Regions from separate parts of the Zea mays genome. Here region 1 is linked to region 2. The links are chromatin contacts, called in public Hi-C maps. All regions are on one chromosome and are shown on one strand. Each heading gives the region's core, a stretch centred on a gene start, on an enhancer-like site or on the middle of the called end of the contact. The rest is flanking DNA. Distances are from core to core; before and after follow the strand shown. Region 1 holds the start of LOC103635109. Region 2 holds the start of LOC100274176 (Mitochondrial substrate carrier family protein).

What was found. A called contact is a pair of places that touch in the nucleus more often than the background predicts.
Region 1: a contact with region 2 is called in a Hi-C map of bundle sheath, with 2.3 times the contacts expected there. The contact joins the promoter of LOC103635109 here to the promoter of LOC100274176 in region 2. A contact is called at or near these places in 5 of 25 Hi-C or Micro-C datasets (bundle sheath, ear, leaf and 1 more).

The regions. Positions count from the first base shown.
Region 1 is chr8:40,839,714-40,843,703 of Zm-B73-REFERENCE-NAM-5.0, reverse strand. It overlaps LOC103635109, which reads left to right and starts at 1,324. Exons shown (of 4, transcript XM_020542612.2): 1 at 1,324-1,895; 2 at 1,980-2,325; 3 at 2,402-2,523; 4 at 2,616-3,453. The coding sequence starts at 2,037. The coding sequence ends at 2,663.
Region 2 is chr8:40,672,815-40,677,351 of Zm-B73-REFERENCE-NAM-5.0, reverse strand. It overlaps LOC100274176 (Mitochondrial substrate carrier family protein), which reads left to right and starts at 1,504. Exons shown (of 6, transcript NM_001148550.2): 1 at 1,504-1,699. The coding sequence starts at 1,623.

The DNA.
Region 1 (3,990 bases), core at 75-2,574, 170 kb before region 2:
TAGATAAAGAATTTAATAACTATAATATCTAAAATACTATCTCATCTCGAACAACCACACCAGGTTTGTTAATCACTTCATGTCCTCGACATCTGCAAGTACTTGAATGAATGCATATGAATGCAATGCATATGCCTTCTGTCTACATACCACGAAGGGTATGGAGCCATATCACACCCCTCATCGGGCAACACACGATGCTATATTGTACCGGTATGGTAGGACCATAGGTCACAACATAACTTCAAATGCAATGAAACATGATATGCACATGGCATGCTTCAATTAATAAGATACATCAATGATACTTTGCTATCTTTAAATAAATGTGGTTTACCACACAAATTATGCTAGAACAACAACATTTTCATATGTATAGAATTAAGCATCATATCCATTAGCTAACAGAATGACCAACATCAAGTTCATGTAATATTTCACGACAAACTACTAAATATTAAGGTGTAGGTGACGAAAATAAGAAGTCAAAATTGTAGCAAACCACCGCTACAATTCACTTGCCTTCATTGAAGGTGCCAAAAAGCACTAGTAGCGTTCTAGAGCACTACCACCTGTTTCATAATGTACAACTCAGTACAAACATCTTATATTGCTTATTACAAGTAATTGACATAGCGCTCTTGTGATCCACCTAGCGGCAGCGAGCTTGGAGCATCGCCATAAGAGGAAAAGGGAGAAGAAGCGGGCTCGTCTTGCCTCTGTCATGCCTAGGGAGAGCATTACTCCATCCATGGACATGGAGGATATGACCTCCATGACCTCTAGTGGGGCGGGGAACCATTTGTCCTTGGCGTACCCATTTTCCCTAATTGCGTCGAAGCGAGCTCAAGTGTTCTCCCTCAGTTGGGCGGTTCTACAACCGTGCCCATTGCTCCGATGACTACATCATCGGGGCCTCATCATGGAATGCCGGGGGCAGCTGGGTCGTCCTCCACTCCCATGGTCTCGGCCGGACGTGAGATGGTGTCGCTCCCTCCGGCATTGACCGACTTGGCAACGCGACGTGGAGTTGTGTCTCCCTCGTTCGCGCCCCTTCATTTGCTCCAGCGCCGATCTCCAGATCCTCGGACACAAAGAAATGTGGTCGCCCTAGCGTGCTCCTCTTGGTAAGCTTGTCGTTTTGCCTATTTCCTTCTTCCTCTCTTCCTTGCCTCTGTTCGATGTTTTTGATTGCATCGATTTTGTCAACGCGTATGTTTCGGGGAAGACTATGAAGGTGGAGGCCCTCACGGCGAATGGGATGCATCGTCCTCCTGAGCCGCCACCGTAGCTATAACTACTAGGGTGACTCCTTCTGTCACTCTGGTTAGTCTCCCCCTAGTGGTGGCATCCAGTTCCACTATTGTGGCCGCCCCATCGGCCCATGTCGCCCAAGGGGCACCGGGGTCACCCATTGCTGACGTCTCCATTCTGGAGGTGTAGAGGTCCTCACCCGACCTCAGGGTGGTCCCCGTAGCTACGATTGTCGCTGCGGGTGCCTCCCCTACGGTGGATGAGGCGGTCACCCCCTACCATCGCCACTACCAGCCTTGCCTCCTTTGGATGATGTAGTGGTGATTGACACGTTCGGGGCAGTGGCAAATGCGATGGGTGTCGAGTCTCGGGCTCCGTCGCCTCCGGCGCTTGCCTCCTCCTCTCATGTGCTGTCACCGCTTCCCCTTCTTGCCCCAAAGGGGGCCTTGGGGATCTTCCTCCATTCATCCTTGAGGGTTCGAAGGGGAGGAGATGGAGGCAGAAGAGTGGCAAATAATCGAGATGATTGTCGTCCGGGCTGACAGCAGCCTGGGTCGGTGGAGTGTTTCCTTCACAACTTTAGCGAGGCAGTCTCGATCGCCCGCTTGTTGATGACGAGGAACATCATTCCGCAAAGCCAAGTTGGTTCCCCTTCCTATTTGTTTTTCCTTTGTCCGAGTTCTTGTAGTCATGGCTAAACATGGCCGTCGAGTTGCTTTTTTCAGCGTCTCTACTCCCGATCGTCGGCTCGAAGGGAGGCGTTGTAGGCCACGCAGCGGGAGATGGAGAGGCTGCAGGAGGAGGTGGCTTGCTCGGAGGAGAGAGATCGGGAGCTTTCAGGCATCCGAGCCAAGACTGAGTGCCTCGAGGCTGAGGCCACACACCTTAGGTCGGGGCGTGATGAGGCGCACAAGGACGCCAAGCGTCTTCGTGGGGAAAGGACTCGTCTTCAGCAAGATCTGCGCGAGGTGACCCCACGGGCTGAAGAAGCCGAATCGATAGTGCGAGTGGCGAACACCCGCCTTGAGGAGGCTAACTCAGACCTTCGACGGGAGCGAGAGATGGCCGGAGGTAGGTCTTCTTCGTCTTGGGTGTTTCTTTAGGTACAATCATTATTCATGATCGCTTCATGATTCCTCCTTCTCAGATCTTCAGAAGAAGTTTTCCGAGGCCCTTGACGCTATGAAGGCAATCCAGGAGGTGCCGAAGGCGGCAGAGGATGAAGTGCGCAAGCTTTCAATTGCTTGTGATGGCGCTATTGCGACGCAGGTCTGAAAGCGAAATAGGGTTAACCATTTCCTATAATCGATATTGGTGGTTGACATACAACACAAACCACATGGACTAACTAGTTTGTTTAGATATCATTTATCTCAGGTGCATACAAACCAAGAAAAAAATTCAGTTAGGGACTCAATAAAAAATTGGTTCAAGACATAGTGTGTGCTGATTTTTGGCGCACCGGAGAGTGTCTAGTGTGCACCGGACACTGTCCGGTGCACCAGGCCCAAGCGGATTCAAACCAGCCTCTCTCGGGAATTTCAGGGGCACCCTCCGCTATAATTCATCGGACTGTCCGGTGTGCCACCGAACTGTCCGGTGAGCCAGTGGAGCAACGACTCCTTACACGCCAACGGTCGACTGCAAAAGCGCACAGTGGTAAACAGTGCCGCGCAGAAGTCAGAGGTCACTGGACTATCCGGTGTGGCACTGGACTGTTCGGTGCAGCAAAAAGACAAACGACTCCAACGGTCAACAGCTTCAAACCCTAACGAACACGCTGACGTGGCGCGCACCAGACAGTGAACAGTGACTATCCGGTGCGCCACCGGACTGTCCGGTGCGCTCATCGCCAGCAACGGCTAGGAAGTGGTTGGGGGCTATAAATACCCCCCAACCACCTCATTCAAAGCAATCCAAGCATTCTGAAGTTTTCATTCATTGCAAGAGTAAAGTCCAACACTCCAAGACACAATCAAAGCAATCAATCCACTCCCAAGTTCCCAAAATCAACTTTAGTGCTTAAGGGCTTGTGAGAGGATCATTTATGTTCTTTTGTTGCTCTTGTCGCTTAGATTGCCTTTCTTCCTTCCTCATTCTTTTTCTAAGTGCTTGTAAAGCTAGGCAAGAGATACCAAGTGTGTGGTTGTCCTTGTGGGGTCTTAGTGACCCGTGTGATTAAGGAGAAGGCTCACTCGATCTAAGTGATGGTTTGAGAGAGAGGAAAATGGTTGAAATAGACCCGGCCTTTGTGGCCTCCTCAACGGGGACTAGATTCTTTGGAACCAAACCTCGGTAAAACAAATCACCGTGTCTAGTCGTTTTGATTCTCACTTGATTTGTTTGTCCTCTTTCCTCTCTATAACGTTTCCTTGCTAGTATTGATTAGAGTTTGCTCCCATACGTCATCCGCATCCTTTGAGCAACTCTTAGTAAGAGAAACAATCTTTCGGACTTGAATTCAATTCTAATGCTAACCCCGGCCTTAGTGTGTGTTTAAGTTTATCAATTTCAGATTTCGCCTATTCACCCCCCTCTAGGCGACTTTCAAGGTACATGTGCAATCTTAGTTGCAGGAGCGTAGCGCCGAACTCCAAGAGTCCATGATGTTGCGAGTGAGATGTGTGACCGCCTCGCCCCTCCTCCATCGACCAAAACATCCATCCTTGACCAGCTACGGGTGCTACCCGGTCACCTGGAGCGTCCGGTCTTCGAAGGGGCATTCCACGGGGGTAG
Region 2 (4,537 bases), core at 255-2,754:
TGATCTATACTCTACATATCTTGTACATAACTTGAGGTGATTCAGACATGGGTTAGAGAGATAAAGACCCACAAAAACTAGTTTGTTGCTGCTATCAAATCAGTGGAAACTGGGTGTCAAAACATATCAAACGGAATCAGATGAATGCCATCTTTTAATATGTTGTTACTCTATCAATTATTTAAAACTTTTATATTTGGGGAAACTCGAGTTGTTCAACAAAAATTTGGGAACGCGAGACGTCAACCCGATCGACACTAATTCCAGACTAAGAAGGATTTGAATCCTGAAATCAGATTTTTATTCTGTCTTGAGGGCACTGTTTGAGATACTTAGAGATTGAATCAAGGCTAGGTGTAATTGTAACATTTATTGTATAACATAGGTTATACAACTTTTATTAAAGGTCAAACCTTATATTCTGATTATAAATTAAAATTTCACTTTGGTCAAAGTAGTATCGTTATAAAGCTTATAATTATATTTTTAAGGCAAATCAGAGTATTTTTCTCGACATTTTCTTGCATGGACCCTTAATAACTTTTGTTGTAGAGTTCATATAGAGTTGTTTGAGCAAGATGACAAGGCTTAGTTGAACTTCAAAATTTGCATTTGTTCAAACGAGCATTTTCAAGCAAGAATAGGATTAATCTATTCATGTGAGTATTTCGTTGAAACTTAGAGAAATCTTCAGAATACACTTGATAGATAGAGATGAATATGATATAGAGATATCAAGTCGGTTTACATAAAAATTAATTATAGGTTAACACAACAAAGATCTGCTGGAGAATGCGAATTCAAATTAAATAGTCGAACATAGATCGAATGTCGAGAAATCGGATTCGGACACAGATCGAATAACAACTGTCAAGAGTTCGAATAAATGAGTCTGAACGGGATTTGCGAAACGAGATTGACTTTTGAATTTGCATTTGCTTTAAGAAACAAAAGTTTTAACAGACTCTAAATCTAGCCTTTTTCGAGATCAATTAACTTGGAATTCGATGAAACATTTACTATTAACTTGGTACCGAGCATCAATATAAAATAGACACCGGGTGTCACACCCTTCCGGCTCGCTGGCTTCTTTGACCCACGCGGCGAAGTCGAAAGCAAGGTCAATGGGCTTATGACACGTGCTCTCCTGCTGCCTCGCTGGTGGAGCTTTCCACGGTTTGTGCCCTCGTCTCGTCCCTACGACTCCGACAACTCCCCGAGAGCAGGAAAGCGAGAAACACCCACCACACGCTCCGCCCGGTTCCACATCAATCCGCGCCCAATTCAGGCCCCGCAGTCCAGTGAGCCGAGGCCGGACGAATGGCAAGTTGGGCAGCGCGCTCCGGGGGACACCGACCCCCGTGCTGGAAATTTCCAACCAAAACCCCAATGCCTCGAGGGCGCACCCAAACAAACTGGCTCCGCCTCCTTCCTCCCCACCCCCGGCCTCCGCCGCTGCCTTCTTTTCCTCGTGCGCATATTCGCTTGCAGCGGCGCCGACACCATTTCATAAACACCGGAAACGCGCGCGAAGTGAGGAGCAGCACCAAACGCCCCTCTGCTTCTCCTCTATTTCTCCCTCTTGCGGAGCCGCCTCTTGTGTGTAGGGGTGTGTCGAGTCTATGGCGGCGGCGGCGGATACCTCGGAGGCGTCTGCGGCCGGGATCGCGCTTGCGGAGGCCAATATCAACTGGGAGAGGTACGCCCCACGTTTCCCTTCTTGTAGTGAGTTACTTAGAACCAAAACGAGGAATCTTTTCATCCTGGCGGGCGGTTTACGTTTGCGGCCTCGCATCTTCTGGTCCGTCTCCGGATCGGCAGCGCGCTTTTAGTTTGGTTGGGCTGTCAGCCCACCGCTTGTTCCCGTGCTCGGCACAGGGCAAGGATGAGGAATGGGCAGCCAGGGAGCGTGGGTTACAGGAAGGTGATTCACGGGCGCATTGCGTCTTTTCCCAATCTTTTGGTGGGCGTGTGGCGCGGCAGAGGCCAGAGGTCCACGAGATCAGTGCCGCAGATGTGGACGGGGAACGGGCTTAGGTCTTCTGGAAGGCTGTAAATTTCCCGTTTGGCAGAGCTCCGCTCCCAGATTCTGTGGAGTGAAGTTTTCTGAGGATCACTCCCACACAGAATTGATTCTTAGAAATGAACAGGGTCTGGGAGCTAAAAAAAACTGCTTCTCCTGATTCACTCCCAACACATAGTCAGACTTTCCCTATAGTTTATCATATGGTTTCATTTGAGAATAATTTTCGGCTACATAATCACTTCTCTCAGTGAATCACTTCTAACATAGAATCAGAATCAATCGGAGCTCTACCAAACAGGGCCTTAATTTTCAAAACTTTACGTGTTAGAGAGGAATCGATTGTATTTCCCAATTCCAGCAGCGGCTGCTATGTTTCAGGCTGGTAGTTAATATACTTCTATCTGCTTCAATCTCGTGGCATTAACATGTACTCATGTTTTTCTCTTATTCATCTTTGTATGGAAATTTGACACTGAGTTGAATTAGAGCACGTCCTCAAATAGGAAGGAATCCAAATTTTTAGCTTTTATATATGACACATTATTATGCTACACATCACTGCAGTTTCAGATTCTCCAACAAGGTGCCTCAAAATAGTGCCCCAAAAATTAAAATACTACATCATTTAAAGTTTTTAGAGCACTAAAAAACAAATTGAGCCCCAAGCCCCCAACAGTTTAGCCCTAAATCATGTATTTTAGGAAACAAATTACATTATCAGGGAAAAAGTTTAAGGATGATGTAGAAAACAAGGATATGACACTAATCTGGGGTGTAGTATATTTGAGTCACTTCATTGTGTGCCCTATAGTTTTTTAATAAAAATTTATAAAATAGGGCACTGTTGGAGTTGTTTTTTATGTGTTTGAGTCCTATATTTCAAGATAGGGCATCCATTTAAGACACTGTTGTACTTCTGAAGTTTTTAACTCAAGCCATAGCTTGGATTTTCTTTATGAGATTTATGCATTCTCTCTGTATTGACGTTATAGTATTTAAATTTTATGCCAAATACTTGTCATTCTCGTTTCTTAACCTTTCTCTTTATCTTTATCCAATGTACCTTTCCTTTTTTTTTCCAATACATCTCTATCTCTCTCTTTCTCATAAGGGGTACTTTGGTCTTTTAGCTGCAATATTGGTATCCACGCACAATCCTATAATGTCAACTATTTTGGGATGGAGGAAGTATTTGCTCTCCTTTGTGTCATTAATTCTCAACTTTCAAGTCAATTTCTAATTTTCTATTAGATGGGCAATCAATGGCGCACGGTACTAAGTTTTGCCTTTAAAGGAATGGGAGATTCATTTGTGAACCTAGGTCTGCACCCATCAAGATTTGATGGACTTCTATGCATCAAAAAGTTCTTCAAAGTTTGTACATGTAGAAATATTTGGAGAATTATTTAAGTGAAGAAAGTTCAGCTACTCCTAATGGTTGCAGATCACTCTAGGGTCCATAAATTTCCTTTTAAATCACATTTTGAATCTGTAATTGTTCCCTGCATCTTTGTCATCATCAGTGATGTGATGGACAGTAATTTTGGTTTTCTTGCCACCTGTATTCAAAGGCTTCTAGAGTCGCGTGCTATTTTGGAAATGTCATGCTGGCAACATGGCAACAACAACAACAACAACAACAAAGCCTTTTTGTCCCAAGCACGTTGGGGTAGGCTAGAGATAAAACCCCATATGAAAACCTCAGAGCTCAACCCCCAAAGAAAAGAAAAGGGAGACAAAGGCAAAGGAGAACCGAAAAACGACGAAACGGGGAAACACATAAAAAGAGATAAAACCCACAAGAACCAACAAGATCTAAAGGGGCACAAGAAAAGGTCAAACAATTAAAGAGAAAAAGCGAAACTACAAATCAGGGTTCTGGCACGTGAATTGCACACTTCCACCCCTTCCTATCCACGGCGAGCTCTTTATCAATATTCCACTCTTTCAGGTCTCCCTTCACAACCTCTGTCCACGTCAAGGTTGGTCGACCTCTACCTCTCTTCACATTCTCGGGACGCCTGATTATTCCGATATGCACTGGTGCCTCTTCAGGTCTTCGTTGGATATGTCCAAACCATCTCAAACGATGTTGCATAAGCTTCTCCTCAATTGGCGCCACTCCTACTCTCTCTCGTATATCATCATTTTGGACCCGATCTCTCATTGTGTGGCCACATATCCAGCGCAACATACGCATCTCTGCCACACTTAGTTGTTGGACATGTCGTCTTTTAGTGGGCCAACATTATGCTCCATACAACATAGCCGGTCGGATTGCTGTCCTGTAGAATTTGCCTTTTAGTTTGTGTGGCACCCGGGGGTCGCATAAGACACCCGCAGCTTGCCGCCACTTCAACCATCCAGCTTTAATTCTATGACTGACATCCTCATCGATGTCTCCCTCCTTCTGAAGCATTGATCCTAAGTAACGAAAAGTGTCTTTCTTGGGTACCACTTGCCCATCAAGACTAACTTCGCCATCCTCATACCCGATGGCACTGAAATCAC